5 separate regions of the Mus musculus genome follow, and regions 1, 2, 3 and 5 are each linked to region 4. The links are chromatin contacts, called in public Hi-C and targeted proximity ligation maps. All regions are on one chromosome and are shown on one strand. The core of a region is the stretch at or near the end of the contact, and the rest is flanking DNA. Distances in the headings are between cores, read along the strand shown. Region 1 overlaps Plaat3 (phospholipase A and acyltransferase 3). Region 2 holds the start of Vwce (von Willebrand factor C and EGF domains). Region 3 holds the start of 1700105P06Rik (RIKEN cDNA 1700105P06 gene). Region 4 holds the start of Slc3a2 (solute carrier family 3 (activators of dibasic and neutral amino acid transport), member 2). Region 5 holds the start of Naa40 (N(alpha)-acetyltransferase 40, NatD catalytic subunit).

Region 1 (5,873 bases), core at 1,144-3,643, 1.1 Mb after region 4:
CTCTAGCAAAAGAAGAGCCCAAAAACTGGGCAGTCATTCAGCTCATTGCTTCTGTTTCTTGTTTCTGGAGAGCATGACTCCAACGAGGCCCAAGGCCGCCAAGCCCACTCCAGCGATGCCTACCGCCTTGACCGCATCTCTGACCTGCAACAGAGAGGAGGGTGAGTCAAGCTCTGTGTAACGAGTGTGGGAACAGGCTTTTCATTGACCAGGGTCACTCTGCTCATGTCACTTCGCATGCCCCCTTCGCTTCCAGTGGCCAAACTGAAGAGCCAACAAATACTGGCAGGGGCAGTGGGAAGGAGAGGGCTGGGCAAGGAAATGAATGGACAGAACCAGCTGGCCTGGAATTGACACAGACTCAAAATAGTAACCTGAATGAGGCTCTGGACTATTTAAAGCATACAAACCTTTGTAAGGCATCTATGGAAAGAAGAGAGGGATGACAGCAGAATGGGAAGATGGACAGCCAGTGGGCAAGTGTAAGGTCAGGAAGGGATTGCAATTGAGAACTCAAAAAAAAAAAAAAAATCTGACCTCCATGAGAGCAAGGACCTCACCTCATGCCATGTGTCCAGTGTCCGGCCTGCCAGGCTTGGAGGTGCTCAGCCCTTTAAAGGGCTGGGGTTTCTTGTGTTTGTTTGTTTGTTTGTTTGTTTGTTTGTTTGTTTGTTTTGCTGAATGCTTGTTTTTCTCTTATGGAGTCAGGATCTTGCTCTGTAGCACCCTGAACTCAAGACCCCCTGCCTTGGCCTCCTGAGTGCCAGGCATGACACTACACCCAGCTCTCTCTTTGTATGGACTCCAGTGTTCACCAAGAGACCAGAGTCAAGACATAGTTGCCTCTATTCCACAGGTCTCTTTTTATTTATTTTTATTTTTATTTTTATTTTTTTAAGAAAAGGTTGCATGTAGTCCAGACTGGTCTCAAACTTGGTCTTAGTTACAGTTTCTATTGCTGTGATAAAACACCGTGACCAAAAGCAACTTGTAGAAGAAAGGGTTTGTTCTATCTTACACTTCCAGGTAATGCTCCATCACTGAGGGAAGGCAGGGCAGGAGCCTGTGTGGAGGCCATGGAGGAACATTGCTTATGCTTGCAGGCTTGCTTCTCATGGCTTGCTCCTCCTGCTTTCTTAACACCTGGGGCCACCAGCCCAGGAATGTTAATGCCTACAGTGAAACGGGCCTTCCCGTACCAATTATCAAGCAAGAAAATGCACCATAGGCTTGCTCACAGGCCAATCTGGTGGGGACATTTTCTTAGTTGAGGTTCTCTCATTCCAAAACTACTCTAACTTGTGTCAAGTTGATATAAAACTAACCAGCACCAAAGATGGCCTTAAACTCCTGGTCCTGCCTTTACCCACCATGCATTGGGATTCCAGGAGAATGTGAGCCACTGAACCTCTCTATTCTTTCTTATTTATTTATGTATTTATTTATTTATTTTACCTCCCAACCCCCGTTCCCCTCTCTCCCTTCCTCCTAGATCTTCTCCCCACCCTTCCCCACTTCTCTGCATATCAACCAGGCCTAGCATATCAAGTTGCAGTTAAGACTAGGCACATCCTCTCCTATTGAGGCTAGATGAGGCAGCTCCTGCTCCCACTGTTAGGAGCCCCATATGAAGACCAAGCTATACAACTGTAACATGTGCAGAGGGCCTTGGTCAGTCACAGTCAGGCTCCCTGGTTGTGGTTCAGTCTCTGTGATCCCCTATGGACCCAGGTTAGTTAATTCTGTGAGTTTTCTTTTGGTGTCCTTGACCCCATTGGCTCCCACAATCCTTCTTCCCCCTCATCCACAAGATTCCCCAGGTTCTGCCTAAAGTCTAGGCACCAGTCTCCATCTGTCTATTCTTACCGGTCTCCATCTGTCTATTCTTAAGTAAATTCCACTAGTAAAGGTAGTTATGTAATGCAGATGTGAGACTATCTGACTTGAGCTGCTATCGAGTAGGACAAAAAGCATTGCAAAAGAGGGGGTGTAGGGAAAAGCTAAACATTTGTCAAATTCCACTCCCTCCTAAAACCTAACTGAAATAAAAGACAGCATTTGTTTGGGCTGGGAGACAGCTATGGTCGAGCAACAGCCTACCATGGAGAAGACACTGAGTTCACTACCCAGCACCACAGAGATCTTTCTTTTTAATTAGAGGCATTTCGTTTTTTGTTGTGAGCCTAGCTCTTATGGCTGAGGACAAAGAAGCTGAGAAGTAGCCTGTGTTAAAGAAAGAAACTCCTAAAAGGGTCAGATGGACACACCCAGGTTCCTCTGGAAGTGAAAAGGAAGAGAAAGCACTTCCTCCGTCAGATGGACACACCCAGGTTCCTCTGGGAGTGAAAAGGAAGAGAGAGAGAGCACTTCCTCCAGTTTCACGGACCCCCTCCCTCGCCCCAGCAGAGGCGTGACTGATCTCTGGACAGGGTAAAACAGAAGCTCTAGGGATCTGCAAGTCTAGACATGCATTCCAGATTGTATCGTAACCGCCAACGGGGCACTGAGTGACTATGAGCATGCTAAATTGAGCCTCCAAGACCCCTCTGCTGTTCCCAGAATGTCACCCTCCACTCAAGCCTGGAAGAGTTTTCTAGGGAATCTGACCATGCCAAGTAGAAACAGACTGTGGGTACTGAAAACAGCCCACTGGGGTCATCTCACAACATTAATGAGCCCCTTGCCCTCACCCTATTCATTGGCTCCTTACCTAGTGCCTACCTTCTATACCCCCTGCCTTCCCTCATTGTTAACCTAGTTTGGATGCAAGTGTGAATGGTACTACCAACCAGAGAGCTCTGACTGCTGGCTGGCCTCAAGCCATGGTGTTATGGAGTTACCTGGGGAGATGGAACAGTGAGTAAGTGCTTGACTTGTAAAACAAAAACCTGAGTTCGATCTCCTGAACCCCTTAAAAAGCCAAGTATGGGGGCATGCATTTGTAACCCAAGTGCAGGGAGATGAGAAAAACCCGTTTCCTGGGACTGTCAGTCAGCTCAGCCTAGTTGACAAATTCCAAGTCATCAAGAGATGTTTTTGTTTGTTTGATTGTTCGTTCATTTAAAAAAAAATAGGGACAGTACCTGCAGAATGACACTGGAAGTTGACTTTTTGCCTCTACATACACTCAGACACACAGGAACACACACACACACACACACACACACACACACACACCTTTTCTATCCAGTGTTTTCCTTGCTGAGTTCTATATCAGGAGGGGTAAAATGCAGATAATGGAGGAGGAACAACATGAGCCTCATTCTTTCCTGAAAGCCATAATGTGCAAACAAATGCTGATACTGCTGGTTCAGACAAAAGATACTTTGTGGAGGCACACAACAATAGCCCCAGTGTTTGTGGTCACACTTAGTACACAAAGAGAATGGTTAGGATATGAATATAGTATCTAGTTAGTCCTGGTGGTACTAAGAAAGTGGTACAGTCAGATCATACATACATACATACATACATACATACATACATACATACATACATACATCTTTTTTATATGTACTTAAGAACATGTTATGATAGCTTGGTGACAGGTTCTATGTAATTAAATTGAAGTTTTATTTAGGTAGACTGAGTTCTGCCTGCTGGTTAGAAGTCTCTACTCTTTGTTTTGTTTTGTTTTGTTTTGTTTTGTTTGTTTTTCGAGACAGGGTTTCTCTGTGTAGCCCTGGCGGTCCTGGAACTCACTCTGTAGACCAGGCTGGCCTCGAACTCAGAAATTCACCTGCCTCTGCCTCCCAAGTGCTGGGATTAAAGGCGTGCGCCACCACCACCCGGCTTAGAAGTCTCTACTCTTATCAGGGAAAATTAACACTTGTTCAAAGCTGCCTGCAGGGAAGGGCATCACAGTAGAGCAACATCACACTGCAGGTCCGATTTCTGTTTGCTAAAAGAATGCTTTCACAGAGCAAAGTTATTGTTATTTACATAGCCTGTGAGGGTTTTTGTTTTTTGTTTTTGTTTTTACTGTTGCCTGCCAAATGTTTGAGCCTTATTTTTTTGCCAAAAATCTCTTTGTTCCTGTAATTTCTATCCCTGTAAACATGCCTAACTAAATTCCCTCTAGTGATTAAGGAGCTCAGAGGCCACTAACAGATGGCCACATAGCAGGAATTATAATACTGTTTATTGTTGCATCGTGCTATATATAGATAACATTTCACACATAAAAGATCTTTTTAAAGGCAACATTTCTTAGTGAACTGTTATTATGATTGATTTCAGATGAAGAAATGCCTAAAGCACTCATGAGGCACACCTCTGGGTGTTGCTGTGAGGGCCGTCCAGAGAGGATCAACATGGGGAGACTGCCCTGGATGTGAACAGCACCACTGCATTCGCTGAGAAAAGAGGAAGAAAAGAGGCTGTGCACCAGCATTTCCCTTCCTCCACTTCCTGACCCGCACTACCCCGGCAAGAACCTCCCACCACCACACCTTCTCCCACGGTGAGGACTGGTTGCTGCCAGTCATCAGCCAAAACAAACTTCCCTCCTTAACCTGCAGCCTGCTGGATGTTTGATCACAGTGGTAAGAAAAGCAGCTAATGTAACTATTGTAGGGTTGCTGGTCATTGAGTCCACAGGGCCTTGAGCCTTGTGCAAATAGACAGACTTTCTGAGTACTCATTTTCTACCTTTTGTTTGCTTTGGTTTTTTTGTTTTGTTTTGTTTGTTTTTTCAAGACAAGGTTTCTCTGTGAAGCCCTAGCTATCCTAGAACTCTCCCTGTAGACCAGTTTGAACTCTGCCTCTATCTCTGGAGTACTAGGATTAAAAGTATGCCACCACCGTTATTGCAGTCACCCAGGAACCAGGAACTAATGACATTCGTCTCAGATCCCTGTCTGCTTCCTTCCTCAGAGTGGCTGTTCTATGTCACTAAAGCCAGACTGTGGCTCACACCCTCGGGAGTGCTCAGCAAACACTAGCAACATTGCCTTCCTCGCCTGCTTAGTTAGAAACGTGCTTGCTGCTCCTCTATGTCCATTGCCCTTGACAAGGGTATATCCTTGTCATAGCCGATGAGCAGTATTCAACTAATGGAGGGCAGAAACCAGATGCTGCCCACTGGAAGATACCTAATGTCTCACTGTAGGGAAGAGTGACCAAGCCACCAAACAGCAGTCAGTGCAAGCAGTGTCAGAGGAAGGTGAGACTGTCCCGGTCAGCAAATGTCTCCCCATCTAAGTCACAGTGGCCCAGAGAGGCCAGCAGCCTCTCCCTGGGTGAACCAAGGAAGAAGAGTGAGCTTTGGGAGTCTCTGCTGCTGTAATCCATCGGCTGCTTCATGTTTCGAGTCAGCCCTGTGAGGATGCTAAGGATACTCCTCTCAAGTGCCCAACCCTGAAGAGACTTGGTGCACCAGGGTGAAGGGATATCCAGAGAGGGTCCTACCCTCTCAGAAAAGAGGGGGAGGGGTGTGGGGAAGGGACTCTGTAGGGGGGTAAGGAGGGCAGTGAATGGGATGTATAAATAAATAAATAAATAAATAAATAAATAAATAAATAGGAAAGAATACTCCTCTCTAGTTCACATGAAATCCTCCAAAATCAGTTCTCATAGTTACTATACCAAGTGGAGGGGGGCCTGACTAAATACATCCTCAAAGATCACGTAGTTGGTAAAGACGGGGCCCAAAGGGCTGGAAGCAGAGTGGTTAGCTCAGTGGTAGAGCTATGATAGGCAAGACCCTGGGTTTAATCCCTAGCAATGAAAAAGAAGGGAGTCCCTGTTGTCCATCACCACATTAGTCAAGGAGAAAGAGAAAGGATTTCAAAACACAGATGTGAATAACCACACATCTTAATCTCTCACCCATGCAACACTGAACGTGGTAGCACTTGCCTGGGTTCCCGGCA
Region 2 (5,196 bases), core at 540-3,039, 1.9 Mb before region 4:
TCAGGAGAAGGTCACTGGAAGGACAGCTCCCCTGCTGCGTGAGAAAGAAGACCAGAGACTCAGTATGAAAATGGGGAAGGAGAGGGCAATACAGACAGATGGACCAGCCTGAGCATGGGCTAACCGGGAGATTAACAAGGGCTAGAACTCCTGGAGCCGTGGAGCAAGGACCATGAACCCAGGCAAAGCAATAGGCACCAGATGACTTTCCCCACATACCCAGAGCTGATGGGGATTTCATCCCACCAACCAGAGCACCCTCTATGCCTGTCCATGTATCAGACAGAAATGATACAGGATAAGACGAACTTGCCTGGCTCTTAGGGTTAATAATCTGGGTCAAATGTGGAAACCTAGGGGGAACCATAGCAGTACAGGAAAGTTTGCTGGGGATTTTCCCTAGGGCCAAGTCCTTTTTTCCTCTCAGAAGTCAAAACCAGTGAAGACAAACCAGACCAACAGTGATGTCACACATAGAAACGATGATAGCAACAGCTGAGGCAGAGAATCCGGCAGCTGGGATCTACAGAACAACTTAATAGCTAAGCCAAAGGGGGCTCTGAAAGGGGCGTGAGGTGCCATCGAAGTGGTAAATGGTAGGGTGCCTGTGGAAGCTGGTGGAGTTCCACTTCAGATAGGCAAGGGTAGGGTGCCCACCAGAAAGCCCCAAGGAGCTTTTCGTGTGTGGCACAGTGATGCCAGGGAGACAGGTGGTGGGAGATCTGCAGGAACTGCAAGAGATCGCAGAACCCACGTGCTGGGCGGTAAGCTCTTCCTCCAGGGCAGCCCCTCTGAGCGCCCCTGGGAAGATGTGGCCGTGGGCCAGGCCACCCGCTGACAACGTGTACCCTTGCTATAAGCATCACGCACACACGATCACCACTCCCTCATCACCCCTTAGTGGTAGAGGACTAAGACAAACTTAGGGAAAATGATTGGGTTTGGAAAGACACGCCTCCCGCCTGTCGCCTGCGGCCTCCCGCCTCCCCGGCCTGTGCACACATGCGCAGATACCAAAGCATAACCCTGAGCCACCGGTGGCTCCAAGGTCCACCGGGTGCAGAGAGCAAGAGACACTGAGAAAACCCCCAACCCCAAAGCAACGTGTGCAGAAACGGAGGGGGTCCCGCACCACCAAGGAAGAAAGCCAGGCAGTTGAGACCAATTGGCATGTGCTGGGGTTCCCTAGCCAGAGGGTCAGCCTATTCCCATAGTACAAGATTCCTTGGAGCCGCGATCTCCATCTCCCAGATTCCTTAGCCAGAGCAGTCCCCAGCCAGGGCCACCCAACTGGCACAAACTACTGTCTCTTTGTCCAGACCCCTGGTGTGCCCTCGCCACAGAGGCTACAGGTCCAGCAGCTGCCCTATGCTAGTGTCTTCCAGCTCCACGCAGTGGCGCTAGAAGGCTGGGCCGCTGAAAGGCACCGGGCTCTTACCTCTCCGCAGAGTAGTGCCCTGGCGCCTTCCTCCCGGTATAGCCTCGGGCTGAAGACCCCAGCAACGGGATCAAGATGTAGGCGACATGGAGCAACAGTCTAGCCCACATGACTGGCAGCAGAGGTCCTGGACTCTACTGGGCTCAGGTCCCGCACCGGGGAGGGGGCTACCGACCTTGTCCCTCCTCCTGGAAGCGATCTGGTTCCCCCACAGCTGGCAGGGACTGAGGACGACGAGAAGAGGGCTGGTGGTTAGGGGAGGACTGCCTAGGCGGGTGGGGGTGGGGGTCCTTGCACCTTGGAAAGAAACACACAAAAGGAGCGCCGCCCGCCGGTGCCTCTCCGGGAGGCGTGGAGCCTGGGGCGGGAGCAAAGATCAGGGACCCCGAGGGCGGGGTTTCACCCTCGGCCCACACCCCCAGCCTGGGTTTGGGAGTCGCTTTCCACAGAATGACTGAAGGCTTCGAACCAAGTTGGAAAGAAACTTCAGGAACAAGGTTTTTGAGTTTCCATAGAATCCAATCTGAATTCTCAGTAGGTGAGACTTGTGGACACTCAAACCCAGGGCACTGAAGCGAGGCAGTTTTGACTCTCCCCAAGCCCACTAGATGGTAAGGATAGTGTATTGGTGGTTTAGTCTGCTTCCTTGCCAAAGGACATTAGCCTGTTTTGAACCCACAAGCTACCTGCTGGGAGTCAAATGGTTGAGTGGACAGCTTCCTAGCTCACCTGGGAGGTAAGAAAGCAGTGCGCAGGTGGCAAGGGAGCTAGGGGCGCAGAACTAGAAGGTTCAGTGTTTGGGCTCAGGCTTCGAAGTTGGCTCAGGCTAGAAGAGGTTTAGGCTGAAGAATGTAGAGCAAAATGATAGAACTGAGAAAGATCTAGTTGGGAGGAAGCGAAAAGAAGGCTCGAGTTTTACCTTGTTCTGGTAGCAAGCCCCGCCTAACCCTACCCAGTCTGGATTAGTCAAGCGTCTGTGTAAAGACTTCTAGGAATAAGAAAAATTGGCTGAACTAGTTTTTAAAAACTGTACTTCCCAAGCACGACTAAATCCTTCGCTTCTGCCTCGTGCTGATCCCAAGATCATTGGCATTGGTGACCACAGATAAACTGTGCACAGATGACCTGGATGCTAGCTGCCTTCTCACAGACACTTTCCTTTTAGTTTCTGAGCAAACGTTAACTCGGGTGTTTGATGCTTGTTGGTCCCCCGACCCTTAATTTGCAGTAAGAGGAAAAGTTCAAGTACTTTTGGATGTTGTGGTGCCATGGCTAATTGTTATTTTCAACTTGAATGGATATAGAAGCTCCTAGGCAATAAACCTTTGTGTGTGTCAGAGCTGTTTCCAGAAGGATTTAACTGAGTTGTGAAGACCCATCCTAAATGTGAGTGGCATTGTCACATGGGCCGGACCAAATACAAAGACCATAAAGTGAGTGCTAACATTCATCTGGCTCTCTATGCTTCCCCTGCCAAGATGGCTGCACCTGTGAGCCAGATAAACCATTCCTTCCTTGCTTGCTTGCTTTTATGGAGGTTATTCTGCCATAACAACTAGCTGTTGGCATAACAACTGGCCAGCCATCTTTCTACCTTAACCCACGTGGCTGAACCGAGACTTACATTTGGACCTGTATCTCATCTTGTTTGGGCCCATTCTATTATCTAGTCAAGCTCACAGCAAGCATAGTGCCAAAGATGAATGTGACTTCTCTGTACCTACACATCGAGTCCTAAGGACCTTCAGACTCCTTAGGGCAGCTTTCTTGCCTGGAAAAGGCAGAGGCTGCGCTTGCTACTGTCACAAGACAGGTGTTCTTCCTTCCCATCCCTGGGAAGCTATCTCTGAAACCACTACACACAGGATAAATCCCCTTACTACAGCCCTCATGGCTCATGACATTTGTTGTTTATCACCCAGCATACCTCTCCACTTCCGTTCACTGCTGTAGCCCCACACTCTCCTCTGCAGAACTCACTCGCTAGCAGGTGGAAGATCAAAACCCTCATTGCCCTACTGTAGATTTCTAGATATAGAAAGTAGGAAATTCGGACTGGAGGACCCTTACACCCTTTTCTTTTCTTTTCTTTTCTTTTTTTTTTTTTTTTTTTTTTTTTTTTTTTTTGGTTTTTCGAGACAGGGTTTCTCTGTGTACTTTGGCTGTCCTAGAACTCACTCTGTAGACCAGGCTGGCCTCGAACTCAGAAATCCGCCTGCCTCTGCCTCCCAAGTGCTGGGACTAAAGGCAAGCGCCACCACTGCACGGCCCTTACACCCTTTTCTGAGCCAGCCCAGCATTCCATCTCCCTACAGTGTCTTCAGTCCTCTGGCATCTACCTTCCCATCAAAGCAGCTGTTGGTCCTTTAGTTTCATTTGCTCTTCCTTGCCCTGTTCGGTCCTGGGGCTTCAGTTGAGTCTTTCCTATATGAGCCGTCCATCTTCCAGGACTAATGTTTGTTCATTTGGTGCTTCCTCCCCATTTCTGTGACTTCACAAGAGACCTTTCACTGAATAAAGGATCCAAGATGTTCCATAGGAGAAACAGTATGAACCAATCAGTACCCCGAGAGCTCCCAGGGACTAAACCACCAACCAGAGTACACATGGAGAGACTCAAGGCTCCAGCTGTATATGTAGCAGAGGATGGCCTTGTGGGACATCAATGAGAGGAGTGGCCGTTGGTCTTGTGAAGGCTCGGTGCCCCAGTGTAGGGGAATGCCAGGACAGGAAAGCAGGAGTGGGTGGGTTGGGGTGGGTGGAGGGTGGAATGGGGGGTTTTCAGAGAGGAAATGAGGAAAGGGGATAAAATTTGAAATGTAAATTTTAAAAAAATCTAATAATAATTAAAAAAAGGATCCAAGATGTTGGCTGCAGAACTCAGGCCTCTGGTTTGAGACCCTTCCCAATGGTCATGTGATGTGAATCTGTGTTTCTAGTCTCTCCGAGGATTCCTCCTTTGGAGGCTTGGGAATAAAGCTGGCTCATCAGTGCCTGCATGGATGGCTCATGCAGTGGCCTAACCAGCTGGTTGGAGATCTCTGAAGATGACCTTTCACCCTGAGAAGTGATAAATGGTATTTAAGAGGGGATTTTGGGAGTGTGCAGGCAGAAAGCCAGCATCGAAGGGTTTCTGGAATTCAGTCTCAAGTGAATATATACAATACAAACAAATAAATGAGACAGACTGGAGATGTAGCTCAACTGTCAAGCTTTCATGTGTCACATTGTAGCTATGTTCAGTCCATCCTCATCCCAAAATAAAGCATCTTTAACACCTCCTCTTTTCTGTCTCTATAAGGGACAGAAATGTCCACAAGTAGGCAGACAGCATATTCCTCAGAAGTGGATGTGGAACCTTGGTGGAGTGAGTTTGACTCTGCATGAAGATAAAGTTTTAACGATCCCGTCTCAGGATCCAGAACCCGAGCAGGCTGACTACAGAAAACAACAGCAATGACGAATGACTCGGGACACTTGGTAGCACACCTCAATGCTGAGGTGCTTGCTTGCCCTTTGTAAGCTAGAATCTCTTAAAATTACAGCTTAACTTAAATCCCCAATTCTCCAAACACCTTATCAAAGCCTGGTCTTGGTTGTTTTTGGTTTTTTGAGAAAGGGTTTTTCTGTATAGCCCTGGCTGTCCTGGGACTATGTAGATCAGGTTGGCCTCAAACTCAAGAGATCCAAGTGCCTCTGCTGGGATTTGTGCCACTGCGCCTAGCTCATACACTGGTCTTAAAAGAGCCACAAAGAGG
Region 3 (5,997 bases), core at 1,577-4,076, 1.3 Mb after region 4:
TCAAAATACAATTATTTTGTATTTTGAAAAGTCTGAACAAAACCCACAATCCCTGAGCTTCCCAAATTCAGGATTTAAAAATCCTACCAATCCTCACCTGGAAATATCTAACTAGAAAGCTCTGCCCAGTAAGAACCTGTGTCAGTTCCTTGCTGTTCACTCCCAGTAGCAGAGGCAGCCACCCCTGGGCCCTCCACACCCTTGATCCTCCCAATAAATCTCTTATTATGGAATTTGCTACCTGTTGTGACTCATAGAAAGAAGCCAAGAAGCAATGAGAAGTGAAATGGAACAGGACTGAGGCTCCTTAGCTTAGCTGGGGATTCCCTCCTCTGGGAGCTGCTGTGAGGTTCCTGGGCTTCCCTGTTCTTGGGCTTTTGAGTCCCAGGATGCCTTTCTATTTGAGCAAGAAGGCCAACAGAGGAGAGAAAAGGATATCAAGGAAAGGAAAGAGACCCTGAATAAAGTGGGAGGTTAGAAAGGGATGATGCTATCATTAGACTACTTCCTGCTGATTAGGGGTGTCAGGTTCCTTGGGGCAAGTTTGATCTTTGCCACCGGGATATCTAATTTCTCGTTTCTTCTTTGTGTGGGACTACTTAAACTGACCAAAAACCAACTGACAACTCCCCAACTATACACCACCTCCTCCACCACTATCACCACAAATTCCACCCTACCATTTATATACCCTCTCAGAAATCCTCAGAATTCCAAATGTCACATAAATGCAGAAACTATTTGCAGCTGACAAAATCACACCCCTGCTAGAGCATGAGGCAAACCATAGTCAGCTGCTGTGGACAAATCGAAGCAGCCCCATATCCCACACCTGGGATTAAAATTATATATATATATATATGAGAGAGATTCTCTGTGTAGTCCTGGCTGTCCTGGAACTCATTCTGTAGACCAGGCTGGCCTTGAACTCAGAAATCTGCCTGCCTCTGCCTCCCTAGTGCTGGGATCAAAGGCGTGGGCCACCACTGCCTGGAGTATTCTTATATTTTTGTGTTTTATTTTCCCAAAGAAACTAAAATTCCAAAATTGTCACTTACACTCGTGATGGCCAAAGAACTAGTCTATTAAGTATATGGTAGAGGGCTAGTGACAAACCAGTGTACAATCCCCAGAGCCCACACAAAGACGAGAACCAGCTCCCCGAAGCTGTTGCTCTAGCCTTCAGACAAGTACTCTGGTGCACAACCCATAAGAAAACAAATATATATAATTAAATAAGAATCTGGTGCAATACTAGGGCTACCCATCGCTTTGGAATCAAACAAGAAATAGGAACCACAGGGTGACCCAAGTGACAGGGTGACAGAAGGGCTGGAAGCCCAACAGGGAAGTGACACAAACCAAGGACTCACAAAGACACTGGAGACACAGCCTCACCTGCTCAGGAGGAGTTAGAACTCAGGAGGGACAGAGGGAGGGAAATAACAGGCTTTTCTTTTTCTTGCCTTTCAGGCCTTAGTCACAATCTCCCGGAAGCTTGAGTCCTGTAGCCAGCCCACTGCAAAAACAGAACAGACTACCTACCCAGAGGCATTGGGCAAAAAGCAAAGAACAGCCTTTAGGTAAGAACTATCCAGGCCTAGGAAATTGCTTGATTTGGAGTATCTTTTTAGTACTGGGTACATTTCAAAGTAATAGAAATTTCCTCAGTTCTTTCTATTGTGGCTGCTGTATGTGGTGTCAGCTCAGACCTTTAATCCTTGTGCCAGGGGAATGGAGGGAGGAGGAAAAGGTTTGGGGCAAGCAGGGTTACACAGATTCCAGGTCAGACTGACATGAAAGTGAGTCCTTATCTCAACAAAATAAAAGCTGGTTATGCAGTGGATGGGGGGGGGGTGGGTATGCCCAGGGCGCGCGCGCACACACAAACACACACACACACACACACACACACACACACACACACACACACAATATACGGTAAGTGAACTGTTTCTCTTCTGTCCCCTAGCCTCCTACATCATCCACAATTACTGTTTCTGGGCTGATAATTACTGTTGGTAGCACTTAAAATCAGAATTTTGAGTGCCAGACATTTTTGCCGTTTCTCAGCTGAAATCTAGCGTGTCTGGTGTGTGTATGTGTGTGGGGAGGGGATGTTATGCAGAAGTGTAAGTGCCCATTGTGACAGTCTTCACTCAGGCACGAATGCCAGGCAGCAGCGCCATAGCAACCGGATCCCGGTCTTGGAGGCTCTCAGGGGATTTGCTGTGTCCTGGGAAAAGGCCACACTCTCTGGACTCACGTTTTTTGTTTTGTTTTGTTTTTAACGTAAATTATATCCATCGGAAGCGGTTTACACACGCCCACACGCCACTCTTGTCCTCTTCATCTTCTAGAATCTTTGTTTAGGAGGATCCAAAGTGATTTTTCTTTCCCTAAAGCGTATGTGCTAGTAGAAAGGAACGAGGCCCAAAGAAATTAGAAGAGATGTCTCCACACTTCTGAGCCTATGTATCCTTCACACATCCCCACCGGTCTTTTCTCGTCTGTGTTGCCTCCCAGGCAGGCAGCTAGTCAGGGGAAAGCCAAGAAGTAAGATGCCGAGCAGCCCTTTCCTCCAGCCATTGGTGGGGATGCCCTACCGGGTCTCCAAGGCTGCCGGCGCCGCTCCCAGGAAAACTCCAGGCTTCGCCGCCGAGCAAACCGGCCAGAGACAAACGCGCTGCACAGGGTTCTGGCCCAGACCTGTGGCTGGGGCGGGGCTAGGGGGCGTGTCCTCACGTGATTGGCCAGCCTGGTCTGGAGGCGGGACTGCCGGACGGACGCTGACAATGAGCCTCCATAAAAGGGAGCGGCGGGGTTGGGGGCCCCGGATCGAACCCTCCCCGCCCGGGGTCGTGACGCGTTGAAGCCCGTGGCTGGCGGGGCGGCCGGGCGAGCGGCGGGTGAGCTAGGCGAGCCGCGGGCCCGGGGTGGTCCGGGGCAGGAGGCGGCCGCCACAGGCGGTGCGCCGAGGTCTGTGCGAACGTCCTCGGCTATCCGGTCGCCCTTCTTCGCCTCGCCATGGCCCTGAAAGCCAAGGGCGCCGCGGCTCTGGATTGCTTCGAGGTGACGCTCAAGTGTGAGGAAGGGGATGATGACGACGAGGCCGTGGTGGTGGCCGTGATCCCGCGGCCCGAGCCGATGCTCCGAGGTGAGGGGGGGGACACCTCACTTCCGCTTGGTGGTCCGGGACTAGATCTCCAGGTCCCGGTCCCCGGTTCCCGGTCCCCAGGCGCTTCCCTGGGCCGGCATCTGCAGCCCCAGAGGGCCCTTCCCTGTCCGGTCCGCGGCTACGGCGCCCTCGCTCCTCCCCCACCGGGTTTGGAATCCCAGGCCTCTCGGAGCCCCCCTTCCTCCGCCGCCCCTCCCCCGCTCAGGGTCTAGAGACTTCCATCCACACCGAAGGAGCGGTTCAGGTCTTCCGGTTCCCTGCGCCCCCTCGGGCCCAGAGTAGAGGCCGGATTCCCAGTACAGTGGTTTGTGCCCGGCTGTTGTCTCCCGGTTCCGGTCTGTTTCTTAGGCCGAGGGGCGACCAGGCCTCTAGGCCCCAGGCTAGTCCCCCGTAGTGATAACGGAGGTGAAGGCTGGCGCGGCTGGCGACCTCCAGAGAGGGGAAATAACCCAGTAAGTAGAAGCCTCCACCCGTCCTCAATCCTCTAGGCCTTCTGTTTCAGGAGCCACAGGTGTCAAGTCTAAAACCCGGCATTTGAATGGAATTGCTAGTAGCACCCCGTTTGAGAAAAGCGGGACTTGCTTGGGGGTGGGTAACAAGCCATGTCATCTACATGGAGATTAGTCACCAAAGGAGGTGTTTGAGGGACAATCTGGGAATACATTGCTCTCCCTTCCCGTCCTCCTTCCCCAGCCTCTCTGGTCCAAAGGAGAAAACAAAGAGCTACCTTTGTGGAAGATAATTAGTCATGAAAAATGCAAATATTTCCTTAGGGTGGAATACCTGTTTCCCTTAAGCATGACAGTACCCAGAATAGATTGAGAACCAAATTGGTCATTGTGTTTCTTTAACTCATTTTTGGAGATGGGAGGGAAGGTTAGGAAATTGGGGGGTGGGGCACATTCCTCTCACTGTTTGGTGCATCACACAGGTTATTTTTTACTTGTGCTGGTTTATAGAGTGCTTAACCAAGATGGCTTCATCACTGTGAGAGGGAAGTAGACATCTACAGAGGTTCATTCTTCAGCTTTAGTGGGCAGCTATATGCCAAGCATATAGCTTCAGGCAGAGCTGAGAATGGTAAACAGTAGGGACCAGGGTAAGTGAAACCCTGCTCTTAAGTGTGCATCCAGTGGTAGCCAGCAGGTAAATATCGAATAGTATGTTAGGTGGCAGTGAGTTCTCTTTGTTGTGTGTGTCTGTGCCTGTGTCTGTTTGTCAGTTGCGTCAAGTATGAAGAGATCTGGGCAACTCTTGGGAGTCAGTTCTCACAGCACTGTGGCATTGAATTTGGTTCATCAGGGTTGGCAGTAAGAGCTCTTACTAGCCCAGTCTTCTCCCTGCCCAGTAATCAGTTCGTTTAGAGACTACAGAATGGGGATAAAGAGAAATGAGAGGCTAGTTAGAATTTGTTTCTCTTGTTAGGAAAAGTATCTCTAGTAAGAATGAAAGAGAGCTTAGAAGACCAAGTGGAAAGATTTTAGAAGCCTCTTGGCTTAGCTCAAGGTTCTAAGAACATCTAGAGTATGAGAAAGTGGATGAGTTCAAAGTATTATTCTTTGGGCTCAGCACAGTGGTGCACATCTTTAATTCTGTCACTCAGGAGGCAGAGGCAGGCAGACTTGGGAGTTTCAGGTCATCCTAGTCTATATAGTTGCAGGCCAACCAGAGCTATAGTGAGATAGTTTTGGTTTGGTTTGGTTTGGTTTGGTTTGGTACAGAGACAGGGTTTCTCTGTATAGTCCTGGCTGTCCTGGAACTCACTCTGTAGACCAGGCTGGCCTCGAACTCAGAAATCTGCCTGCCTCTGCCTCCCAAGTGCTAGGACTAAAGGCGTGTGCCACCACCCCCGGATGAGATAATGTTTTCTAAAAGAAAAAATAAGGTGTTGGTTTTTTTGTTTTGTTTTGTTTTGTTTTTGTCTTAGTTACTTTTCTATTGTGACAAACACCATGACCAATGCAAAGTATAAACAAAAGGTGTTTATGGGACTTCCTGGCATACACCTTTAAATCTTAACATTTGAGGCCCAGGGACAGCCAGGGTTACATAGGAAAACCCAGTCTCAAAACACCAAAACTATAGTTTTGGGTTTTTTTAAAGTTGAGTGTTTAGGGTTAGAGTCCATGACCATCATAACTAAAAGCATGACAGCAGGCAGGCATAGTTCTGGGGCAATAGCTGAGAGCTTAACCTGTTCCACAAGCACAAGGCAGAGAGAGAACAGGCGGTAACTGGGGGAGGCAGAGAGAAAGAGCATATGTACTAACTGGGAATGGCATTCGGCATTTAAAAGCTCAAAGCCTAGAGATCCACCACCTCTTACAAACCACACCTTCTAATTCTCAAACAGTTCCACTATCCATGGACCAAGCATTCATGAGTATGAGTCTTTTGGAGGCCATTGTCACTCAAACTACCAGTCTTGTTACTTGAAAGTGGAAGGATTATCTCCCAGTTTACTGAGACTGCTGCGGTGTAGATTGGGAATAGGCTTTGAATATTGTTAAATTCAACGTCTCTTATAGGCTCTAGGATCATGATTAGGTAGGTAGTTGGATATCGACATCTAGAATTCTCTTGGGTGTCTTGCCTGGGTATAAATATGAGTTGCCAGGCCTGATATGCTTATCAGGCTTGTAATTTGAGTTACTCAGGAGTCTGATGCAGGAGGATCACAAATTCTCAGCCAGCCTGGATAGTAGATCTTGTCTCAGAGTAAAAAAGATAGCTAGAAATAGAGTTCATTGGTGAATACTCAGCTAGCTACCAAGTACAAGTCTATGGCCCTTCAGTCAGTCCCACTACTGCTGAAGGAA
Region 4 (5,473 bases), core at 2,133-4,632:
CATTCAGCACGTGATGGGATGTTCTGGATGTGCTGTGACTCAGTGCTTCCTGGTCACTTTGTACTTTGGTTACAAGTGATAAATGTCCTGTGGTTCAGTCCTATGGTCTTTGCATTCTCAGTGGCTCAGCTGTGCCCCTCCCTTTCTCACTTCTAAAAGATTCAGGTGCTCCTCTCACCAGTGTATTCCTGCTGACTTGGGTATTCCTGCACCGTTGGGCTTCAGTTCTCATTATGGCTTCACACAATCAACCCATCCCAGCATATCTATTGTATTTACCCCAGTTTTGTCTTTGCTGTTTGTTTTTGAGTCAGGGTCTTATGTCGCCCAGGCTGGCCTCAAACTTGTCGCGTGGTTGAGGGTTACTTTGAACTTTTCTTTTTTTTTTCTTTTTTTTTTTTTTTAAGATTTATTTATTTATTTATTTGTTATATGTAAGTACACTGTAGCTGTCCTCAGACACTCCAGAAGAGGGCGTCAGATCTCGTTACAGATGGTTGTGAGCCACCATGTGGTTGCTGGGATTTGAACTCCTGACCTTCGGAAGAGCAGTCGGGTGCTCTTACCCACTGAGCCATCTCACCAGCCCCTACTTTGAACTTTTCATGCCTCCACTTCCTGGGGTTTTAGGCCTGTGCCTCCTCTGTGCCTGGTTTATGTGGTGCTAAGGATAGAACTCAGGGCTTTCAAATGCTAAGCAAGCACTGGCTGAGCTCCACCCCCAGTCCTTCATCCTTCACTGCTTTGGTGTTGCAGATTGAACCCTGGGCCTTGCACATGGTAGGAAAGCACCGGTCTTCTGAACTGCATCGTCAGTCCTTTAAGTTTATATAGTCAACTGTGTTAGTTATTGTGTTCTATCCCTGGTAAGGGAAAGCAATCTACGTAGAGCATTGAGAGATGCTGTCACTTGAGTCAGAGCTTGAAGGAGGAAGAGTAACTTAGCAGGAAGATCCAAACAGCAGGACAGCATGCACAGGAGGCATTAAGAATGGAAACACCCTGTGTGTCGTGACTCTGGCAGGTGCTAGAAAGCTGCTGTGGCTGAACAGTAGTGATTAGGAAGGGTGCTGCTGAAAAGACTGATGGGAGCTCACGTCTCCTCTCTAAGATGCTTAGGAATAGATTTCTGCCACTTGGAGGTGGGGGCGGGGAGATACTGTGTTACCTTAAATTTTACTTACTTTGTGGAGGGCAGTGCGCATGTGTGGAGGGCAGTGCGCATGTGTGGAGGGCAGAAGACAGCTCCTGGGAATCAGTTCTCCTTTCACTGATCTTCACTGATCACTGAGGAGTGAGCTCAGGTTTGCTGGCTAGGCACCTTCACCAGAGGAACATCTTTTTTCTCTTTTTGGTCTTTTTTTTTTTAAAGATTTATTTATTCATTATATGTAAGTACACTGTAGCTGTCTTCAGACGCTCTCGTTAATGGATGGTTGTGAGCCACCATGTGGTTGCTGGGATTTGAACTCCGGACCTTCAGAAGAGCAGTAGGGTGCTCTTACCCACTGAGCCATCTCACCAGCCCTTTGGTTTGGTTTTTTGAGACAGGGTTTCTCTGTGTAGCCATGGCTGTCCTGGAACTCACTCTGTAGACCAGGCTGGCCTCGAACTCAGAGATCCACCTGCCTCTGCCTCCCGAGTGCTGGGATCAAAGGTGTGCGCCACCACGCCCGGCTCCAGATGAACATCTGGTTGGTTTGATCCATCTTGTTTTCAGTTTGGTTGATTGAAACACCATGTTTCTAATGAGCATTTCATCAAACCCTTTCAAGGAGTGCTTCTGCTTCACAGTCCACAAACCTTGAGCTTTCACGCTGTGTATAAACTCTGCATTGGACTTTTCTTATCTGTCATGCCCAGGGCAAGGTAGGACTCTTATCAACTATGAACACTAGCATGACCCTTAGCCTCTTCCCTCTTCCTAGGAGCTGGTGTATAGACTTTTCTCTAGTGAGGCCGGGGAGGACTTTGGGAATTCAAAAGGACAGTGGCAGGTGATGAGACTTTTCATATCCCTTCCTCTCTACTGTTCTGGCCTTGGCTTCTGCTTTCTTCCAAATACATAGCAATCTTGGCTGCCGGCCTACGTGGGGAGAGGGAGAAAGGACCTGTTGTTTCCTTCCGATTCTCTCTGAAAATAACCTAATTGGAACACAAAGTTCCTGAAATTGTTGGCACCTCCTAGAGTTGATGTTCACTTTTCACTTGTCCCTGCTGCTAACCCAGTCTGCCCCATTTACCCTTCCTCTTGCCAAGGACCTCTGCCGGGGGAATTTGAGAAACTTTCAAAGTGTGAGGGAACTAAGCTGGTTCCAGGGCCTAGCATAGTCAACTGATGTAGCCCGGCACACTAGAGGGTTTGAGAGTTATTGCAAGGTGGTTAAGAGTTAGAACAGGGGCTGGAGAGATGGCTCAGCAGTTAAGAGCACTCACTGCTCTTTCAAAGGTCCCGAGTTCAATTCCCAGGAACCACATGGTGGCTCACAACCATCTGTAACGAGTTCTGACGCCCTCTTCTGGTACATCTGAAGACAGCTACAGTGTAGTCACATATAATAAGTGAGTAAATAGTTCTTCTGGTGCATCTGAAGACAGCTACAGTGTAGTCACATATAATAAGTGAGTAAATAGTTAAAAAATAGTAAATAGTTAAAAAAAAAAGAAAAAAAGAGTTAGAACAGCTTGTATATTAAAAGGGTAGGTGCCTCAATACCTTCGGAATGTTTATTACAGCCCCATTAATCTCTTCTGGATGCCTGATTCCCAGTAATCCAACATTCTTGCTAGTAACTAGGGTAAGATAATAAGGGTAGTGACCACTTCAATTCTGCAGTTGAATTTTAAAATCAAGAAGAACGGATTAGAGTTGATCCTATGCAGTTGATGAAGCAAAGGATTGGAGTGGGTGCCCAGTAAATAGTTGCTGCCTGAGGAATTAAATTCAAGGAGTCTTGAAAGGTGAGTACGTGTAAGCCCCGAGGAGAATCCAGGAACTCAGCTAAGTCCGGAGTATGAGAAGATGTACGTAAAGCAGAAGTGAGATGTAGTGCCAAGGTCTGTGTGAAGTTGGGGAGATCAGCCTGAGCCGTGCTTGGGGCGAAGGGATCACGATGTGGATGGAGACTGGTGTCATCTTGTGGAGAGAAAAGAGGCCTCGCAGGGTAAGGGGCCGGAAGGTCGGAGGAGGGGCTTTGAAACCTGGTCAAGACAAATTCACGTTTGTTATTCTAAGGGTTTCTGACCACAAGCTCCCCTTCCCAGACTCTTGCAGGAATAAGCGTTAGGGATAGACGGGAGTATTCAGCGAGGCTGGAGGTGCGAAAAGACTTCTCTGCATCTCTTTAAGAGGCGGACCGGGGCGGAGTCCTGGGTCACTTCCCCGCCGCCACACCCGCCCAGCGGCAGAAGCAGTTAGGAAGCTCTGCTAGCCTCACGGCCACGGGACGCCTCTCTGAACGGGGATCCAGGCAGGATTAGAGCTGCCTCACTGACTACAGGCCGTGTCGTGTCACCGTTTCTGCAGGCACCATGAGCCAGGACACCGAAGTGGACATGAAAGATGTGGAGCTGAACGAGCTAGAACCGGAGAAGCAGCCCATGAATGCAGCGGACGGGGCGGCGGCCGGGGAGAAGAACGGTCTGGTGAAGATCAAGGTGGCGGAGGACGAGACGGAGGCCGGGGTCAAGTTCACCGGCTTATCCAAGGAGGAGCTACTGAAGGTAGCGGGCAGCCCTGGCTGGGTGCGCACCCGCTGGGCGCTGCTGCTGCTCTTCTGGCTCGGTTGGCTGGGCATGCTGGCGGGCGCCGTGGTTATCATCGTTCGGGCGCCGCGCTGCCGTGAGCTGCCTGTACAGAGGTGGTGGCACAAGGGCGCCCTCTACCGCATCGGCGACCTTCAGGCCTTTGTAGGCCGGGATGCGGGAGGCATAGCTGGTGAGTAGGGTGTGCACCCTCATCCCTTGCCCCCATGAATCCCTCGTTTAATCGGGCATTCTGCTGCTTTTTTCCTTCCTCCTCGTCTTCTCTAGAACGCTGGTGATTCTTTACTGCAACCTATTTTTTTTGGGACGACTCCCTGGCAAAAATCCCCCCCCCTTTCTTTAAAAAAAAAAAAAAAAAAACGCTAGCCGGACCCCTACTTCTTCCTAAGGGTGCCTGACTCAGCACATCATCTTTCTCCTCTCCCCTCCCCCAACCACGCGGCCCTGAGCCAGTTCAAACCAGTTTCTGAAGTAATGTGTGAGACTCCTTGCGTCAGCTACTTTGTCTCATGATCCAACCCGCGTCAGAGGGAGTCGGGAAGTGGTGGAGAGAATGTGGAGGCTGGAGGCTTTTCATGCCCTATTGGTTAACCCAACCCTCTCCTCCTAGGTCTGAAGAGCCATCTGGAGTACTTGAGCACCCTGAAGGTGAAGGGCCTGGTGTTAGGCCCAATTCACAAGAACCAGAAGGATGAAATCAATGAAACCGACCTGAAACAGATTAATCCCACTTTGGGCTCCCAGGAAGATTTTAAAGACCTTCTACAAAGTGCCAAGAAAAAGAGTAGGTCTTTCTAAGGAACTAGAAAGGGTTTGGCATTCTGGCCCAGAAACAGGATAGAGTTTTTGTCTGATTTTTCTCCTAACTGGCTCAGTTTTTTTGTGTCAGGCACAAGGGGGAATATGTTATGATTTACACTAAAAAATGTGCTTCATGCGTGAGCGTAATTTTTATGTATTTATTTTGGTTTTGGTTCTCAGGTAGGGTCTCACCATGTAATTGGTTGGCCTGTACCTGACTACCATGACCAGGCCGGATGAGAGTTTACAGAGCTCCCCTGGTCCCGAGTGCTAGACTTAAGTGTGTCACCATGGCTCGATAAAATAAATGGCTTTTAAATGTATAAAGTAGATCCTATATATAGAAGAGATTCAAATGCTGCTTTAGAGTTCACTATAGAGGGCTGACAACGTAGCTCAGTTTGTAAGAGTGCTTGTCTAGGATCCATGAAGACCTGAGTTTGATTCCTCAGCACAACACAAGCAGCATGTGCCTATAACCCCACACTTGGGAAGGAGATGTAGGGGCTTATTTATCCTCAGGCAGCCCGCCCACATACACAGAACCCTGACTTCATGGGAGGGGAAAATAAGAAAGAAACCAAAACCTCAGTATGGAAACTTGTGTGTGTGTGTGTGTGTGGGCGGAGGAGGAACTGCTCTAGTATAAAACCACCTGAGGGCTTTTGTGGGTTTCCTTCAGATTCTGTGCAAACCGTATGTAGGTTCACCTAGTAACCTGTGTTCAAGTTCCTTGTTTCCTCTTCTTCCCCAAAGGAGTTCTCTCAACTCGTTATTTTTCTAGGCATTCACATCATTTTGGACCTCACTCCCAACTACCAGGGCCAGAATGCGTGGTTCCTCCCTGCTCAGGCTGACATTGTAGCCACCAAAATGAAGGTGAGGTTTTATGGCCGACAGCATACAG
Region 5 (5,675 bases), core at 2,944-5,443, 1.5 Mb after region 4:
AGCTGCAGGAGCCAACAGACTGATGGAGGAGGCTGGGAATGTGGCTGAGTAGGGAGAGCAATTGCCTAGCAACCCTGAGTCTGAGTGCCAGCACCACACAGTGATGGCACATTCCTATAGTCCCAGCACTTGGGATGCAGAATCAGAGGGATCAAGAGTTCAAGGTTGAGGCTGAAGAGATAGCTTTGGGTTTACAACCATCAGCTGCTCTTCCAGAGGACCTGAGTCTGATTCCCACCCAGCACTGACATGTCAGTCCACAATCATGTAACTCCGATCCTCTCTTCTTAGGTACCAGACACACATATATACAGGTGAAGCACCCATATACATAGGATGATAAAATAAACAAACGAAAGAGTCAAAGGTCATTCATAGTTTCATAATGGATTTGGGAGCAACCTCGGTTATATGAAACCCTATCTCCAAAGACACAGGTGTACATGTGGGCAATGGGAAATGGCAAAGATGGTGGAAGCCCTCAGTGGGGTGCCCAGGCCAGCCATGTGGAATGAGAGAAGGCAGCTTCTATCTCAGCTGGGATCTGAATTAAGGGGAGGCAAGAGGGTTTCAGTACTGTACTGGCTAGTTTTGACTAGCCAACGTGACACAGGCTGGAGTTATCACAGAGAAAGGAGCTTCAGTTGGGGAAGTGCCTCCATGAGATCCAGCTGTAAGGCATTTTCTCAATTAGTGATCAAGTGGGGAGGTCCCCTTGTGGGTGGTACCATCTCTGGGCTAGTAGTCTTGGAGAGCAGGCTGAGCAAGCCAGGGGAAGTAAGCCAGTAAAGAACATCTCTCTATGGCTTCTGCATCAGTTCCTGCTTTCTGACCTGCTTGAGTTCCAGTCCTGACTTCCTTGGTGATGAACAGCAGTATGGAAGTGTAAGCTGAATAAACCCTTTCCTTCCCAACTTGCTTCTTGGTCATGATGTTTTGTCCAGGAATAGAAACCCTGACTAAAACAAGTACAAAATCCAGAATTTAGGAAGAGGTCAGGGTTGCAGGAGTGAGGAAATCAGGGGACACTCACCTGATTATGATGCCTCTCCTTCCCCACTGTACTCCCAGGTAGGTTAGAAGGGGGTCCTGTCACTACACACACACACACACACACACCTTTCCCTCCCTTATTCCTGGGACGAGGCAACAATGAGTGGGAGAATAAATGGGTGCCTGAAGCCTATAGCTGTTTGAAGGAGTGGCCGCATTAGAGGAAAGGGAGGAAGAAAAGTCAGGCGTGCTTGGGTGACTTGTAGTAGGCCTGGGAATATAGCTTTTTGAAGTCCCAGCACTTGAGATGTAGAGGCAGGAAGATCAGAGGTTCAAGACCAGTCTGAGCTCTGACGCAAACTTGGGGCCATCTTGGACTACGTGGGACCTATTGTCAAGAAAAAAGGAGATCCAGCGGGCAGGTAGAAGGGACAGCCAGAGCCACTCCAGACATGGGGAAGACCAGGGATTAATGTCCCTGTCCATGAAGTCAGAGAGAATGAGAATGGAGGAGGGGGTTCTTCAACCATAGGGGAATGGTTAATGAGAAAGCATCCTCAGAATGGGACGATGTTGGTCAGAGAAGAGGGAAAGGGGGACTTTCCTTGTGAGGCCTTGTATCCCTCTCATTTAACCCTTATGACCTCCCTTGGAAGAAGACGGTTGCTTGTAGTGTGTCTTGGGGACAATAATCAGATATTGGGCTTTTTCAGGTAGCTTGGGTGGGGGAGGGGTTGCTTGGATGACTTGTAGTAGGCCTGGGGATATAGCTTAGAGGCAAATCAATGTGCCCTGCCTTCAGTCCTCAACACTGCAAAAAAACCAAAAGTAAGATGAGTCCGAAAGTGTGAGAGAGGGTGGGTCGAGGGTAGCAGAAAGGATATGGAGATTGGATCAGTAAAGAAAGAGCTGACCACGACAGTGACTTCAGGAGAGGCCAGAGGAAAAGCCAGACGGCAGGGAGGATTTTCTGTTGGACTCCTGCCTCATTCTCCAAAAGTTCACTCAGATGTCTTCTCACCCACCCGCCTCAGCTCCCTCTCCCAGCGGCCTGGTCTCCAGAGTGTTAGGAAGTGACCTTCAGCAATACATTTTCTGACTTCCAGATAAGGAGCCAACTGCAGATTCATCAATTTTCTTACATTCTGGCTGGTGGATTTATACAACATTAAAAGGAAGACTTCCTAGCCAGGTGATGGTGGCACACGCCTTTGATTCCAGCTCAGGAGGCAAGTGCCAGGGCTACACAGAAAAACCGTGTTGAAAAACAAACAAGCGGCCGGAGAGATGGCTCAGCAGTTAAGAGTGCTGGCTGCTCTTCCAAAGGTCATGAGTTCAATTCCCAGCAACCACCTGCCTGTGGCATCTCACTCTTTGCCTGACTCCTCTTCCTGTAACCTTACCTCTACTATATATCTCCTTGTCGAATCAGCAGCCCAGTGGGCCTCAGAACACCTAAACCAGCTGGTGGCCCCTCCACTCAGTTTCCAGCAGTGGTCTAAATCCCCAAGTCTCTGCAAGTCTATGAGCTGCAAAAGAAACGCTTCTTACCTGCCTGAGTCCACTTCATATCCTGCTCCTGCAGGTCCCATTTGCCCTGGCCACACTGTACTTAATGCTAGGAGTGCCAACTAACAGCATTCCCACCTGCAGGGAAAGTCAGGGACTGTTTGACACCACCCCCCCTCCTGGAATGCCCTGCCCTGCTCCCAGGTAGCTTCATGACTTGCTCTCTGACTCCCTAAAGATCTTGGCTCAACTACCACCACCTCGTGTTATCTTCCCCAAGCATCCTAGATACAATTATAAATCCTTTCCTGACAGGCTTTCTTTTCCTTCATGGTACCCAGGGCACATACTATTCTTTTATTATTTATTTAACTGGCTTATTATCTCCTTTCTAGAAAATACCAGCAGATCTTTTTCCTGTTTGATACTATTTCTTTCCTTCTCTCTCTCTCTCTTTTCTTTTTTAAATTTTTTGAGATTTTATTTATTTAGGTCTTTCAAGCTAGGATTTCTCTGCGTAGCCCTGGCTGTCCTGGAACTTGGTCTATAGACCAAGCTGGCCTCAAACTAATGAGATCCACTTGCCTCTGCCTCCCAAATGCTGGGATCGCCTGACTGTGTCTGTGTGACTGTGTTAGATCCCTTGTACCTGGAGTTATATATAGTTCTAAGCTGCCATGAGTCCTAGGAACCTGGTTCTTTTAGATGGGTAGCCATTGCTCTTAACCTCTGAGCTGTCTCTCAAGCCCCATGGTCCTCCAACCTCTGCTTCCATAGTACTTGGATCACAGGTAGGAGCCACCACACTCAGCTTGGTATTGTTTTCTTTGCTGCCTGAAACAGTGCCTACCACTGCAGTAGGCACTCGCTGCACGTTGCCAGGGCTACAACTTCTCTGAGCAATAAACGTAGGATAATGATTAAAATCTGAAAATTTTAAATTTAAGACTGGAGCCAGGGCGTTCTAATTTTGTGTGTGTGTGTGCCCGCGCTAATAGAGACTCTGGAGTAGGGGTTGTAGCTCAATGACAGAACTCTATCATGTGTGAAACCATGAATTTGACCCTCAGTACAGGGCTGGCAGGGTCAAGGAGGCCAACCTAAGCCAAACCAAGCAAAACAAAAACAACAACAACAACAAAAACCAACCAACCAAACAAAAAAAAACCAAGAAAGCTAAGATTTTGATTCCCGCCTCCACCCCAGATTTCAGGGTTAGTCCCAAGGGTTTGCAAACTGCTCTATCTCCCTAGGTGATTCCCATGCAGGTCATGTGGAGGTCACACTACCCAGATGTCTGCTCAAACTGAAAAAAATAGGACCCAGAACACCTGAGGTCTTTAGTTACACAGGAGTTACAAGCTCCTTTAGGACACAAACTTCTGTATCCTCTGGGTTCAGCACAATGTATGTGCATGTTAATGCCGTGTGAACGAATGTTGAGAAGGATGAATGGGTATAACAGGACTTGTTAGAAAAGGCATGCCAAGGGTCAGCTTCTAGAAGTCAGAATGCTTCCAGACTTTTGGCTGTGCCTGCGCGCCTCAGCGAAGGCAGCCCGCACCACCGCCCACCAAGTGGCTCCGAGGCTAGCTTGCTCCAGGCCGGCGCGCGCCCTTCCGCTCCGCGTGGTCGTTGCCATAGTTACAGACGCGGACCGTCGAGGGGGCGGGGCCGGCGCGTGCGCGTCATTCCTAGCGCGACGCTCTGCCGCGCCTCCCGCCTTTCTGTTCTCAGGCCTTCCGCGCGCACGGCAACCGTTCCACCTGCGCGCCTTCGCGCTCGCCGCCCACTCTGGTCCGGTTCTGCGCCGGCGCGGGGCCCTCTAGGACGCGCGGGGGATTTGTGAGACGCATGCGTAGTGCGCGGCCGGCCGCTTCGCTGTCGCTCGGGTTCCGCCGTTGCCACCTCCCTACGGGCAAGTGCGAGAGGGGAGCCGAGGGCCGCCGCCGTCGCCGCCGCCGCCACCATGGGGGTAAGTGAGGCTGGAGAAGTAATGGGAAGTCCACAGCTGCCGTTCACCCTCTGCGTCCTCATTGTTTCGTGAACCCCCTCACGTGACCCTGACCCCTTACAGTCTCACGTGACCCCCGGCCCCCACTTGACAAGAGTTCCCCACGCCTCGTTGTAAAGGTCCCGGCGTTGAGCCTAGCCCAGAAATTCTCTGGGAGCCCTCTTCTCCCCCCCGCCCCCCACTCCGTTCTCTTCGTGCCCCTTCCTGCCTCTCTGACCCCCTAGAAGGCCTCCCCACTCCCGAGCCCCTGCTGCGTCCCTGATATTAGCCCCTTGCTCCTTGAAGACACCCATCATCTGGCTGTCACGGTCCTAGCGGTTTCCTGCTACCCGAACTTGTAGGGAACTGAGGCAGGGAGGCAAGAAGGCGTATGGCCAAGGTCACATTGATATGGCTTGGGCGCTGGACCCCATCCGGTGACTCCGGAGTCTCGATGGAATCTGCTTCCCACTGCTCAAGTCTCTGCCCAGCCAGTTCCCCTACACTTTTGAACCGTCTGCTACCAGCTTCTTCCTGCTTCAGATGAAACGTAGTCTTCCTTACCACACAGGCATGCCCGTTCAGCTTCTGGCTGCAGTAAAATGGATCTTAGAAGTTGGATTGTTCTTAGTCTTGTTACTGCAGGTGGCTTGCAATGGAAGAGGGGGTGGAGGTGTACAGATGAGTAGGGGGGATGGGCTGGTTATAGTCCCAGCCTGGATGTATAGTAACCACCTGTTATGGTCTGACAGCAAGAAGATGCATTTCCATGGCCTTTCCTGGGATATGCAGATCTAGGGTTGGGCAAAAGCACCCTCCTAAAAATGTAACTCTCTGATCATAGGGTTCGTGTGGAATTTGCAACACTTTTAGCGAGTCCTGACTTTGAAACTAGATGTGCCTCAGTGGCAGCCCCATCTTTAACGGCTAGTGGCATGACCCTGCAGGTGATGAGGCCTGGCTTGGTTTTATTCCTATTTGTGCGATGCACGTGACCTCCTCTTAGGATAGTGATGAAGATTAAATGAGAAAATGGATGTAAATAGCCCACTAGGTGCCTTTAAGCAGTAGCTGCTATTTTGCTTATATTCTCAGCCTCACTTCAGTGATCTAAAATAGATTGGTGCTATTTTTATTCCTTTGGGTTTGTCCCTACTGTCACTAACCTAGATTTTTTTTT

What was found. Hi-C and Micro-C count contacts between places; a contact is called where the count stands out from the background.
Region 1: a contact with region 4 is called in a targeted proximity ligation map of embryonic stem cells, with 11 times the contacts expected there. A contact is called at or near these places in 11 of 39 promoter capture datasets (the 3T3-L1 cell line, 3T3-L1-derived adipocytes, cranial neural crest and 7 more), 16 of 130 datasets of targeted methods (astrocytes, bone marrow-derived macrophages, embryonic forebrain and 4 more) and 1 of 9 other capture datasets (embryonic stem cells).
Region 2: a contact with region 4 is called in a targeted proximity ligation map of pancreatic cancer cells. A contact is called at or near these places in 4 of 39 promoter capture datasets (the 3T3-L1 cell line, HPC-7-derived erythroid cells, liver and 1 more) and 1 of 130 datasets of targeted methods (pancreatic cancer cells).
Region 3: a targeted proximity ligation map of embryonic stem cells shows a contact between it and region 4, with 6 read pairs. A contact is called at or near these places in 8 of 39 promoter capture datasets (the HPC-7 cell line, cranial neural crest, embryonic stem cells and 3 more), 5 of 130 datasets of targeted methods (embryonic stem cells, large pre-B cells and stem cell-derived neural progenitor cells) and 1 of 9 other capture datasets (embryonic stem cells).
Region 5: a contact with region 4 is called in a Hi-C map of B cells, with 7 read pairs. A contact is called at or near these places in 5 of 39 promoter capture datasets (embryonic stem cells, liver and pre-B cells), 1 of 484 Hi-C or Micro-C datasets (B cells), 2 of 130 datasets of targeted methods (embryonic stem cells and pancreatic cancer cells) and 4 of 9 other capture datasets (adipose tissue, embryonic stem cells, liver and 1 more).

The regions. Positions count from the first base shown.
Region 1 is chr19:7,579,836-7,585,708 of GRCm38.p6, reverse strand. Plaat3 (phospholipase A and acyltransferase 3) reads right to left here. Exons shown (of 5, transcript NM_139269.2): 5 at 1-144. The coding sequence ends at 43. Among named protein-coding and RNA genes, the nearest start is that of Lgals12, 24 kb to the left of the region's middle.
Region 2 is chr19:10,630,826-10,636,021 of GRCm38.p6, reverse strand. Vwce (von Willebrand factor C and EGF domains) reads right to left here and starts at 1,789. Exons shown (of 20, transcript NM_027913.2): 1 at 1,439-1,789. The coding sequence starts at 1,548.
Region 3 is chr19:7,379,832-7,385,828 of GRCm38.p6, reverse strand. 1700105P06Rik (RIKEN cDNA 1700105P06 gene) reads right to left here and starts at 2,826. Exons shown (of 1, transcript NR_045703.1): 1 at 2,268-2,826. It overlaps Spindoc (spindlin interactor and repressor of chromatin binding), which reads left to right and starts at 2,803. Exons shown (of 6, transcript NM_001033139.3): 1 at 2,803-3,157. The coding sequence starts at 3,028.
Region 4 is chr19:8,711,806-8,717,278 of GRCm38.p6, reverse strand. Slc3a2 (solute carrier family 3 (activators of dibasic and neutral amino acid transport), member 2) reads left to right here and starts at 3,382. Exons shown (of 9, transcript NM_008577.4): 1 at 3,382-3,937; 2 at 4,376-4,549; 3 at 5,351-5,445. The coding sequence starts at 3,532.
Region 5 is chr19:7,239,740-7,245,414 of GRCm38.p6, reverse strand. It overlaps Naa40 (N(alpha)-acetyltransferase 40, NatD catalytic subunit), which reads left to right and starts at 4,193. Exons shown (of 8, transcript NM_027643.1): 1 at 4,193-4,477. The coding sequence starts at 4,472.